Regions from separate parts of the Mus musculus genome. Here regions 1 and 2 are each linked to region 3. A link is a contact called in public promoter capture Hi-C data. All regions are on one chromosome and are shown on one strand. Each heading gives the region's core, a stretch centred on a gene start, on an enhancer-like site or on the middle of the called end of the contact. The rest is flanking DNA. Distances are from core to core; before and after follow the strand shown.

Region 1 (3,926 bases), core at 842-3,341, 1.1 Mb after region 3:
CTACAGATTATCTTATTTTCTGTTGAAACATATGACACACCAGAGGAGGGCACCAGATCTCATTATAGATGGCTGTGAGCCACCATGTGGTTGCTGGGAACTGAACTCAGGACCTCTGGAAGAGCAGTCAGTGCTCTTAACCTCTGAGCCATCTCTCCAGCCCATTTTATTTTTATTTATTTATTTTTTAAAATACAACCCAGAGCAACCTTCCCAGGAGTGCCAGTAGGCTGGGCTTTCCCATATCAATTATTAATCAAGAAAATGCCCCCACAGAATTGCCTACAGGCTAATCTGATGGAGACATTCCTTTTAACTGAATTTCCTAAGTAACTCTAGCTTATATCATGTTGACAAAAAGCTAACCAGCACATCATAGTAAAATGTTAATAGCATTTAGGGAACATTTCTCTACAGCTTTTTGCTGTGGTGGCTTTTTGAAATCTACCTTAGGTAGAACCCTTAAAGAACAATAATAGGAAATAAGGTATTGTCTTAAGGTTTTACTGTTGTGAACAGACACCATGACCAAGGCAAGTCTTATAAGAAACATTTGATCAGTTGATCCCATTCTGGATTGATTGAGTCAAACGGATGTTTTAGTAATGTCTCCAGGTGCAGTGGCCTGAAACATTTGATCAGTTGATCCCATTCTGGATTGATTGAATCAAACGGATGTTTTAGTAATGTCTCCAGGTGCAGTGGCCTGGAGGCCAGGACAATGACTCTGTAAAGTGTTTGCCACACAGCATGAGGATCCGGGTTCGTTTGGATCCGTGTCATCCATGTGACAAAGCTAGTGCCCTTAACACTGAGACTAGAGACAGGTGGGTCCCTGGAGCTTACTGGCTTGCCAGTGAGCTAGGCTGGCTAGTTGTAAAAGGGGTGGATATGTCTCAGAAACGAGCAAACAAAAACACAGGCCATTTCTCATAATGTGGAAAACAGCTGAGGAAGACATCTATCTGACCTCTGACCTGAAACATTGGTCAGTAACAGTGGCTCGCCAGAAGTGCTTACCAGATTGCATCTTCATTAATGTATCTGACCTTTGGGCGGGCTTCTCTAACATCTCTTGCAGGTAGATTCTGAGGTTGCTTCCCAACATCCTCCAGTGCACACATAACAGTCCCGTATGCAATCCCTAGGGGATTATGCCCGGGCTAAGGAACATTAGCCTATAATGGCTTTCCTGTTCAAGTGTATGAACTTACTTGAGTTCATACTACTCTCCAAAGTTTGAGTAAAGTTGGAATGAGGTCTGAGCCTGAATTTTTCAAAACTTGCTTGACTAGGCACTAGGAGAGAATCACTGGTCTACAGCTTTAACAATGTAAACCTAAGGTACAACTAAGAATTAGCTGAAATGTAATGATGGTACTGAAGCAATCTATTGACTGGCTAGAGTGTGTCAGACTTGACAGATGTTCACGATTCTAAGCAATCTTATTTTGAAGAAGGTTTTGCAGAGTATGAAAGTAAGGCCTGCAACAATCTATTTCCAAAGAAAAAGAAAAGCCAAATTTCCTAAGTGGTATATCTCCAACCCAAGACTGACGCCAAGGCAGAAGTTCCTTTTTCCTCCGTGGTTGGGAGGGCTGGTTTTTGAGACAGGGCCTCATGTATCCTAGGCTGGCTTCAAACTTGATACGTACTGAAGATAACTCTGAACCTCCTGCGTCCTGGGATGTCAGGCTGCCATCTCTCCTGACACGCAGCCCAGTGAGCTAAATTCCTCTTTATCGCGAGGTCTTCACTAAGTTGACTGCCTAAAATCAGTTTCTCGGGCTGGCGAGATGGTTCAGTGGTTAAGAGCACTGACTGCACTTCCAAAGGTCCTGAGTTCAATTCCCAGCAACCACATGGTGGCTCACAACCATCTGTAATGGGGTCTGATGCCCTCTTCTGGTGTGTCTAAAGACAGCTATAGTGTACTCATATAAATAAAACAAATAAATAAATCTTTAAAAAAAAAAAAAAAAAGATCAGTTTCTCTTCTACCACCACAAACACCAAGGGACTCTGAGCAGCTGGTATGGATGTGAACTCGGGTTGGGGGCGGAGCTTCTGCTGCGGAAGGGGCGGGCTTAAGGCAACAGGAAGTCCGGCGGCGAGGATGGAGTTGTTGCTGAAGGCCCTGTAGCAGGGGTCCCTGGTGGAATACGAGTCTTCCCTGTTTTCGGACGGCAGGCTCCTCCCAGCAGCAGGGGCGGGACAGTGGCGGTGAAGCTCCCGCAGCCATGCATGACGCTTTCGAGCCGGTGCCGATCCTGGAAAAGCTTCCCCTGCAGATCGACTGCCTGGCTGCCTGGGGTGAGCCGCGGGGCCTCGGGTCAGGGAGGCAGCGGCCCCTCACGCCGAGCTATAGAGAGGCAAGGCGTCTGACCCTGTGGGTGGGCTGCGGACGCAGGCTGTCAGAGAGGGCGGACGTGACTGGACCCCGGGCGGCTTGCGTGATTGCTAAGGACAGTCCATTTGTGGACGCTCCGCGCTCTCTCTTGTGCGCTATGCAGTTGGAGGCTGAGCTCACATTATTAATGTGCTCTGTTGGGGCCCATTTCGGTTCCCAAGAAGTCTTGAGTGAAAAGGGCAAAGCCTGCCAGGTGCTTCACCTTGTTAAATGATTGCGGTGTGTTCTAGGTGACAGACAATGTTAGCACCGTATGCTTCAGAGCATTTAGTGTTCACTTAGTTTATTTTTCCTTTTAGTAGTTAGCTCATATAACTACCTTATGTCGTGAGGTGCCCAAGTTACCTGACTGAAGTGGAAGAGCATCATAACAGATTGCTGTGAAACCTGACCCATGCGACCTTGTATACTTTTTCTTGGGATTGACCAATGCAGAAAGCAAGGTCAGCATCCTTCATGTTTTCTGGAGTTCAAGAACGTAAATCTTGGCTCTCAGGCTACATCGAGTGCTTTTCTATGCATCGTTATTACCCATAACAGGCTACGTAAAAATAATTCAGTCTTTTCTGTTAATGTCCATGCCCTAAATATCAAGAAACATCAAGGGCCCATACAAAGGTAAAGTTCAGAATCTGTACGTAGAGTTTACCCTAAGGAAGGCACCACGATGGACCACAAGGAAATGTTGATGGTGACCAGTGTGCCGAGCATCTGTTGCTAGCGCTTCCCAGGCATCCTTGCAGGTTCTTTGTGGCCTCCTTAGAGGGATTCACATCTTTTTTTTTTTTTTTTCCCTGTGCTCTTCTTTGAGCAGCCCCTAGCCTCTGTAAAATAGTACCTCCAATGTAAACTGATGTAGTCCTTTGAATTAGGGAGAGAATAGAACCCAATTTCCTACAGCCATCTCAAGAAAACCTCATTTCCTGGAGGAAAGTGCTCTCAATAGAGAATAATACATGGAGGGGTTCATTTCTCTTTTGTTTCATTAAATATGTTCTGGATACCCACCTGTACCGTTCTCTCTACTATGGACAGGAATACAAGGATGAATGAGAAATAGTATCTGTGTACCCAGAACACTTTGGGGGTCAAAAGCATGAGGACAGGTTATGACACCAGATAGATGATACCAGAAGTGTGTGCTACCTATTTCAACACGTAGGGCAGGTATTCAGTTCAGTCTAAGGCAGAACATCCAAGCAAGATGAGTGCAACTGCCTGCCACACACTTGCCTTAGCGTGTCACAGTCATTGACTGCTCCTCTGAGAGAGACTCATTGACTCCACATTGTCAGAGTAAAGAGGCCACTTAGCTCAGCTCCTCAAGACCAGCTTGGGAATGATAAGTGGCTTTTGTCCTGCTTTGACCCCACACCAAACAGGAGAAATGCCCGGTCCCCTCGGCTACTAAGGTCGCTGCTGGAGTACAGGAAGGTTGTTCACTTTCAGGCTTTAGATAATAACTATTGCTGCTTTAGCACTAGCAATTATTGCTACTTCTAGTCATTGTACCTTT
Region 2 (4,265 bases), core at 567-3,066, 1.1 Mb after region 3:
AAAATATTTTCAGGACATATACTTCCAGAGAGTTTAGACCTGAAGACACAGTGTACCTAAATGTTCTATTAAAGTCTAACATACAACTGCAAGATAAGGCTCCGAATCCTTTTAAAAAAAGATATGTGCAGGTGCCAGAGTCAGAATAGAAACAAATACAGAAGAAGGAAAAACTGCTAAGAGGATTCCAACAATCTATAGGTTAATATTCTTTAACATCAAGTTTCCAGAACTGTATCTGGAATAAAATGTAAGAAGATATACATTACTACTATTTATATGTATTTTGACTAGCCTTTCTCTGGTTAAAACAACTATAAGCTATAAGGGGGTTGGAGGGTGAGGAGCACTCGCTTTGGTGAAGAGGTGTGGCTTTCTGCACCTGCAGTTAGTGAGTTCATGATTTTGAAAGAAGCTAAACTATAAAAACAGGTCGGGAGAGATAAAACACACCTAGTCATGCCAAGAAACTTTTATAGTGAAAAAAGAAAAAAAAAGAATAAGAAAAAAAAGAAAGAAATACCCTCATTAAACTCTGGTTTGGCACCGTTTATTTTAATCCAGTGTGCAAACATGAGGAGACCTTGCTGTCTTCCGTTTCCAGTTGAATGAGCCTTGGGGAGGGGCAGCCCGCTCAAAAATCCATTTAAGAGTTTGGAAGGCAACCTTTCCACTGTTAAACTTATCTAATCCTCCTGAAAGTACTTTATGAGAGGTTAGCTATTAACATTACCCAAATCCCCGCAGAACCAATAAAGAACGATGAAGCAAATAGCAAGCATTCAAGGAAGTGCTTTAAAACCTAAGTGAAGCCATCAAAGCTAGAAGGTTGTTTTTGGAGTCCGTTCTTGGGGGGAGCAATTGCCCTTTACCTGATTTCCTCTTTCTCAGCTGCTTCCATGGCACAAGGATGTTAACTCTGCCTGACTCCTAACTCTCAGGCCACAGTCTCAGGCGATCTTTAAAAAAACGGTGACAAGCAGGCTTGCTAAATTATAACCCGTACTTCATCACAGTCAAGAGTCCCCTTCGGGCAGAAGCCAATCTTAATTTTTTTTCATCTGGTATTATCTCAAGCGTAAACCAGCGTCTTTACAGGGATAAAGTACTTGGTAAATATTTCTAGGTTGAGAGTGGCTGATGAACTTTGCTTTTATTGGCGGAGATGTGCTCGCTGCCCTAGAGGTTAAAATCTAAGAGTGTGAGAAACAGGAAGCACCACCAATAAGGGTCAGTCTTAGTGGCTGTCACTCTACAATACCGAAAGCTGACCTGATCTCTCCTCACTTTTAGTTTCGAATGGGGAGTACAGTCTGGATCACTGCTGGACGCTGATGTCGCCTGTCAAACTATGCTGCAGCTGCCCCACAGTCTTTCAGGGTCAAAAGGGACTTTGGAGCTAATGAATCGTTTCTACTTCAGCCCCGTCACATTCCAGGCTCTGTTGCCACAGCTCGACAGCCAGAGAACTCAGTACTTGATGTCAATCATGCATCCAGTGTGCGCGCTTCTACAGACGTCTGGCCTGCGCCTGACCTTGACTTGGAAAGGATGAGGGGCGGGAAGAAGCAGGAAAAGCAAAGCCTTGGCCGCTGCACTGAGTTCCTTTAAGGGCTGGAAGAACAGAGGGAAGCACTAGACCTCAAAACTCTGCTAGTTCACCTCCAGGCCACGATCGCAGGGAAACAGGAGGACGCCTGCGCAGTAGACTCAAAGTTTCTGGGGCGCTCTGAGCGTCTGTGGGAAGAAGCACAGTTTCAAGGACCCGGATAATCCCGCCCACAAAGTAGCGCCGGAAGAGGGTGGGACGAGCCGGAAGAAGGCGGAACTACCTAGCCGGAAGAAGGCTCAATACTTTGGGTAGGCGCTTCATGGCTGTGAAGATGGCGGTGGCTGCGTGGCTTCAGGTGTCTCCTGTTATTTTTCTTCTTTTAGGGGCGCAGCCGTTCCCATTATCGTTTCTTGGTGCAGGTCCGGCACCCGTGTTTGCTGCAGATAGATCGAAGTGGCACATTCCGATGCCGTCGGTGAGTGTTGGGGTCGCTACTGAGCCTGAAGGGGGTAAGAGGTGGGGCTACGGTGGCCCAAGGGGTCCAGGAAGATTTCTGGAAAGTCGGGTTCCCAAAGTGAGTGGAATACCCAGAGCGTCCGTGTAGCTGCCGACGGGATCCCACCTGCCCTGAGCTGAGAGCTGAGCTATTTGCTGTAGGCGAGGAGTGTCAGGGGCCAAGCGTGTTCTTACCGGGAAAGTAACAGAACTTTAAGCATGGAACAGGAGAGAAACTTAATACACAGGGAGAGATAGTAGTTTCTCTTTCAGCTAGAATGTTACAAAATCCAGTACTAGGGCTGGATGAAAGGGAGATGTGAATAGAAGTCTTTATTTTTAACTCGTGTGTGTGTGTTTGTAAAAATAGTCCTACGGATGAAGGGTTTTGATTTGGTTTAAACTTGGAAACGTCTTTTGTGATTAGGGGACTTGGAGATTCAAAAATGCATTTTAACATGGGAATAGCCAAAACGAAACAATTCTAAAATGTTGTGTAGTAAGGATAGTCTTTTGTTTGGATAGTTAACTGATAAGTCGACCCATTTTAGAATCTCGTTTGACTTAGTACAGTACTTTGAACCAGAAAAACCAGATTTTGGTGAGAACTGCTTTAAAAACCATTAGCCATTTCGTTGACCTTTTTGCCTTTTTTTTTTTTTTGTCCTGTTCACTGTACATTTATATGGCAAATATTACAGGTTGTATTCATGTTGGTAAAGGGTTTTGGGCTTTGAGTTGTAGTTTTCTGTTTGTTACTGAAATGATTAATAGTTAAGTCCTTTTACATGTAAAAGTAAAACTGCTGAAAGTTTATTCAAAAGTCGGTTGTTCTGAGGGATGATTCGTGAGTAAAAAAGGAACTGTCCAGCTCAAGCCACTTTGAAGTTAGGTTGAAATTTGTAGCAGCCTCCCACTCAAGAGTCCCTGCTCTGTGGCCTGTAGGGAGCGGCAAGAGCCAATAGTTAGGATATGACTGACTTTCACTAAAGAAAATGTTGTTACTGTCTTTTTGATTAAGAAAATTTTGAATATTTTATAAATGTAGGTATTCATATTCTGCCTTGAAAATCGAAATGCCCTGATGTTAATTATCTTCCCTTTATCTTTTCAGGGGAAAGGTTATTTTAATTTTGGAAAGATTCTTTTCAGAAATACTACCATCTTACTGAAATGTGAGTTTCTAAACTTCATTGAGTTATTCGGATCTTTTAAACTTAGAAAATTATTCTCTACCCTAGTTTGCTTCTGTGTGCGCGCGCGCATTTGTGTGCATGTAGGAACATGTATGCATGTGTGTGAAGGTCAGAGGTCAGTTACTTGTGTCTTCCTCAGTTGCTGTCAGCCCTGTTTTTTGAGACAAGGACTCTCTCCTTGAACTTGGAGCTTGAGGTTTGGCTAGACTGGCTGACCAGCCAGCCTCAGGGATCTTCTTGCCCGCTTCTTTGGCACTGGAATTACAGGCATGGATTTTTACATGGATGCTAGGAATCTGAACTCAGGTGCTGATGCTTGCTGTGACAGGCAGGCATCTTACCAACAAAGCCATCTCCCTAGCCCCTTAATGTATTTTTAAGTCCAGAACTTTAATAACCTGGCACTGTTTAGATAAAAATATTTAATTTATAAGTCCTATCTGTGAGCAATATTCTGAGTACTTATATGAATTTTTATTGTCTTATTGTTTTTCAGTTTGCTGTTATGTATAGATACACTATTATATGTAGCTTATATTATATATTTGTATTACATACTTAATGTATACTTTATTGAATTCATATTGGCTGTATGTTATACAGTGTGTATGTATATTTATGTACATAAATTATATTTTTAATCATAGTTAAGTTGAATTATATTTAATTTTGTTTGTAGAGTGCTTACATCATTTTTAGATCTGTTCTGAGTCAGGACAAGATTTTGTGCTTGTGTGCTTGTTAGCTATTTACTGAAAACATGGCCCAAGATTGTGAGACCATTGACTAAGATACTCAGTATGTTTACCAAGGGAGTGTTTAACACTTCAAGGAACATTGAGTTCAAGGATATTACCAGGAAATAGGGACTGTATAGAAGAAAGCCAGTTTTTCTAGTGAGAGAAACAAAAGATCTGAAGCCAAACTGTGCTCTGTTTTTGAGATGGGGATAGTATTCTAGATCATCACTGTCATGTGACTTTGTTTGTTTGTTTGGAGACAGAGTTTTTCTCTGTAGCTTT
Region 3 (4,318 bases), core at 1,787-4,286:
CATTTGTCTTCAGACTCCTAAATGTTGGGTTATAGATAAGTGTGAGCCACCTCACTCCACATAATAGGTTTTACAGTTCTCTTTTGCAGTGTTGTGAATACAGGCACTCCTATGCATGCTGAGCAGGTGCTGTGCTTCAGAGCCACACTGCCAGTCCTGTGGTAGTATGTTTACTAAATACTGTATTTAATCCTGTAAACTCATAAGCACCTTGGCTCAGGAACCAGAATGTCAGTATGTTAGATGGCGATATATACTCGCTTTTGTTATTGACAGACGGTGTATTTATCTACTAACAATAAGTATCACATCTTAAGACTCTATATTTCCTAAATAAACGTAGCTATAGTAGCAGACACTTAATGGGTAAACAGTGTAGCTATATAGTAGCATATTTATGTGTACATATATGTTGTGTGCTTTTCAGTCGGCTGCACGGCTCCGTGGGATGATAAAGAAGCGCGAGTCACCTGAGTCAAAGAGGTAAAACAGAAGAGGATGTGCTTAACATCCGCTGGACCGAGAAATGTTGCTGAGGGTTTCAAGTTTGAGACAGGGCTCAGGCCTCAAGCTTCTTACTGTCTTCTCAAGTGTTAGGGTCATGGGCATGTGCCACGTTGCCTGTTGCCTAGCTCACACATTTATTGTTCACAAAGATTGGTGACTCCTTGGAAGTCATGTGAGTCTGAAGGTTCTGGCATTTAGTGTTTGTAGAGGCAGAGGTATCAGGTTGGTAGCATGGGGGTTGTGTTTGGATAGTAAAGAGGACAGAGCCTTTAAAAGTGAACAAATCTGGGCTGGAGCAATGGTTCAGTGGTTAAGAGCAATGGCTGATCTTCCAGATATCCTGAGTTCAATTCCCAGCAACCACACTGTGGCTCACAACCGTCTTCTTTAATGGGATCTGATGCCCTCTTTCGGTGTGTCTGAAGACAGTGTATATATTCATATACACAAAATATATAAACAAGCTACATCTCTCTATGTCACCCTAATAACCTTAGAATCCTACTGCTCTGCTTCCGGAATGAGGGGTGCAGGATCTAAATCAGCACTTACACTGGATCCTGTAATATTGAGCCCAGTCTACTCCTCCAGATCTTCCTTTAAAGAACACCACTGCTTTGCAGCATGGCCTCGTGGGAAAGATCTGTATGTTCATAAATGCGATAAGGAATGGAAGACAAGGGACTGCAGAGATGGCTCAGTGGTTAAGATCTGACTGCTCTTCCAGAGGTCTTGAGTTCAATTCCAGCAATCCCATGGTGGCTCACAGCCATCTGTAACAGGATCCAATGCCGTCTTCCAGTATATCTGAAGAAAGCAACAGTGTACTCACATACATAAAATAAATAAATCTTAAAAACAAAACAAAACAAAACAAAAAAAGGGAATAGAAGACAAATAAGCATAAACGTCAATAGGCAGAACTTGAAAGAAATAACACAGGTGTTGGCATTAGGACCTGTGTTTGATTCCCAGCACCCAAATTAAAAGGCTGGCATTAGAATTCAAGCACAGGTGATGCAAGACAAGTGGAGTTCTGCAGCTCCATGGCCAAACTGACTACCCTGAACACAGAGCCCAGGTCCAACAGACGCTGTCTCAAACACAAGGGAGATGATGCACAGGTTAGGATGCTTGCCACCCAAGCCTAGCATCTTTATCTTACTCCCAGAGCCTCCATAAGGGCCATTTCTCACTATTGTCCTCTGATCATCATATATGGCATGGCTCACCCACCCCAATAATAAGAATTTGGGGTTTTTTGTTTTGTTTTGTTTTTGTTTGTTTGTTTGTTTTGTTTTTTCGAGACAGGGTTTCTCTGTAAAGGGTTTCTCACTTTGTAGACCAGGCTGGCCTCGAACTCAGAAATCTGCCTGTCTCTGCCTCCCCGGTGCTGGGATTAAAGGTGTGAGCCATCACACTCGGCAGAATTTGCTAAAGGTAGACACTTCTGTTTCTCTCAGGTTAACATTTAGTGCATAGTTGTTTACAAACTCTGAGGGGTTCTAACTTGAACTTCTTATTTTTATGTATATCTTTGGGGCTCCCCCCCTTAATTTAGATGGGAGGGTAATGTGGTTATAATCCAATAAACATTTTTAATAATAACAACAACAACAAAAATATTTTTGTCTACTCTGGCCTTCTAAAGCTTTTCTGCTTGTAAGCTTCGTCCTTGTTTGACTCATTGAAAATCCTCACTAAAGTTTGTCAATTTCCTGTCTTCACCAAGCAAGGACACAGGTGAAAAAATTTGATAATTATATTAACAGAACCTTCAAAGTCCTATATAATATTGTACTCCCTCCCAGAATTTTTACTGTGTAGACCGACTAGCCTCAATTACAGAAATCCACCTGCCACGGTCTTTCCAGTGCTAGAATAAGGGCATGTGTGTCCAAATCAACAATTGGCCCCTAAGGGATTCTCCTTTTTTTTTTTTTTTTTTTCTTTTGAAGAGTCTTCTCTTGTTGCCTAAGCTGGCCTACAAAACACGGCAATCCTCTTTCACCTTCCCAAATGCTGGGATTACAGACGTGACCCACGTATCCGGATGAAACACTTTACACTTCTAGCTTTTTATTTTTTATTTGTTTTTTCTTTTTTGTTTTTTCAAAACAGGGTTTCTCTGCGTAGCCCTGGCTGTCCTGAAACTCACTCTGTAAACCAGGCTGTCCTCGAACTCAGAAATCCGCCTGCCTCTGCTTCTTACTGGGATTAAAGGGGTGCACCATCATTTTCGGCCACACTTCTAGCTTTAAACAGTATGCACCAACAGTCTCTCCTAAAATGTAATAAATAAAATCTTTAATCCGAACCTTCCTGGACCTTACCAAAACCAAAAGAAACAACTGTCAGACAGGAGGACCTTCCAGTTCTTGAGCGGTTGAAGACGAGAAAATTGCCTTAGGAAAGCGCACAAATTTCAAGCTAGCCCTTTAAGCGATCAGCGCTCAGCCGCCCTCCAATTACCCACAATCCTCTGTTATGTACTTCCGGTTCCTCTACCTCTGCCGGAAGTTGTTTCTGTCAGTTGCGCAGCTGTGTCCAGCACAGCCTGTGGGACGCGGCGTTCTGCTCCTTGCTCTTCGTTGTTGGGATTGAGTCCGTTTTGGAGAGTCTCCGCGGCAGCCGTCACCATGTCGGTCCCAAGCGCACTCATGAAGCAGCCGCCCATCCAGTCTACGGCTGGGGCCGTCCCAGTTCGAAACGAGAAAGGTACGGGCTCCCCTCCCCTCCGGTTGGCTCTGAACTCTTTCATCCTGAGTATCTCTCAAACCTGCCTTACGCCGACCATGCCAGCTCGGCTGGCCCTTAAAACCTAGCTGCAGTTTCTTCCTGCGTCCCGCCTAAAGTCACAGGTGGCGTAGAGAAAGGGGATAGCGGGATCCACTTGCATCTACCTGATCGATTTAGTGAGGAGATCTCTCTCGAAATATGAAGTAAAGGAGGCTGGAGAGGCAGATCAGCGGTTGAGAGGACGTACTGCTGTACCACAGGGCGCAAGTTCAATTGCCAGCAGTCACTTCAGGTGACTCAACAACAACCTGGGACCCCAAGTCTAGGGAGATCTGACACCTCTGGCTTCTGCCAGTACCTACGCTTGTGCACATATCCACACATAGCATCCTTACAAATGATGATAATAATAATGCTGCATAGATGGCTCAACCGTTAAAGGCCAGGCTCACAGGCAGAACAGTAACAAAAATCAAAATATAAGAAGAAAGTGGGGCTGGCGAGATGGCTCAGTGGTTAAGAGCACCGACTGCTCTTCCCAAGGTCCTGAGTTCAAATTCCAGCAACCACATGGTGGCTCACAACCATCCATAACGAAATCTAATGCCCTCTTCTGGAGTGTCTGAAGACGGCTACAGTGTACTTACATATAATAAATAAATAAAATCTTTAAAAAAAAAAAGAAGAAAGTGAGCTAGAGGCCTATGTTGTGTGTTTCTTTTCACTGTAATTGTTTTGTTTGTTTATTTTTAAGTGTATGAATGCTTTGCTTCCATGCATGGATATGCACCATGTGGGTGCAGTACCCACAGAGGCCAGAGGAGGGCCTGGAGTATCAGACTGTAACAGACTGCCATGCAGATGCTGGAAAATTGATCCAGGACCTCTGTATGAGCAGCAGAGCCTCTTAGCTGCTGAGCCACCTCTTGAGCTCCACCCTGTTTGTGTTATAGAAGAGATCTCCCGATTCAGCACAAGAGCTGGAGGAAAAGGTAGAAGCTGGCTAGTCAGAACGTTAAGTTAGGTCGTAAAGGCTGCCACAGCACCGCAGAGAGAGAAGCTAGGAAGAGAG

Evidence for each region. Promoter capture Hi-C pulls out the DNA fragments that hold promoters and counts their contacts.
Region 1: a contact with region 3 is called in a promoter capture Hi-C map of liver, with 2.4 times the contacts expected there. The contact joins the promoter of Vps39 here to the promoter of Mfap1b in region 3.
Region 2: a promoter capture Hi-C map of liver shows a contact between it and region 3, with 5 times the contacts expected there. The contact joins the promoter of Tmem87a here to the promoter of Mfap1b in region 3. A contact is called at or near these places in 3 of 39 promoter capture datasets (hippocampal neurons, liver and pre-B cells) and 1 of 9 other capture datasets (liver).

Annotation. Positions count from the first base shown.
Region 1 is chr2:120,351,302-120,355,227 of GRCm38.p6, reverse strand. Vps39 (VPS39 HOPS complex subunit) reads left to right here and starts at 2,091. Exons shown (of 25, transcript NM_178851.4): 1 at 2,091-2,313. The coding sequence starts at 2,241.
Region 2 is chr2:120,401,667-120,405,931 of GRCm38.p6, reverse strand. It overlaps Tmem87a (transmembrane protein 87A), which reads left to right and starts at 1,816. Exons shown (of 20, transcript NM_001110496.1): 1 at 1,816-2,027; 2 at 3,162-3,222. The coding sequence starts at 1,872. Ganc (glucosidase, alpha; neutral C) reads right to left here and starts at 2,036. Exons shown (of 24, transcript NM_172672.2): 1 at 873-2,036. The coding sequence starts at 901.
Region 3 is chr2:121,472,741-121,477,058 of GRCm38.p6, reverse strand. Mfap1b (microfibrillar-associated protein 1B) reads left to right here and starts at 3,036. Exons shown (of 7, transcript NM_001081975.3): 1 at 3,036-3,225. The coding sequence starts at 3,147. It also overlaps the pseudogene Gm14018.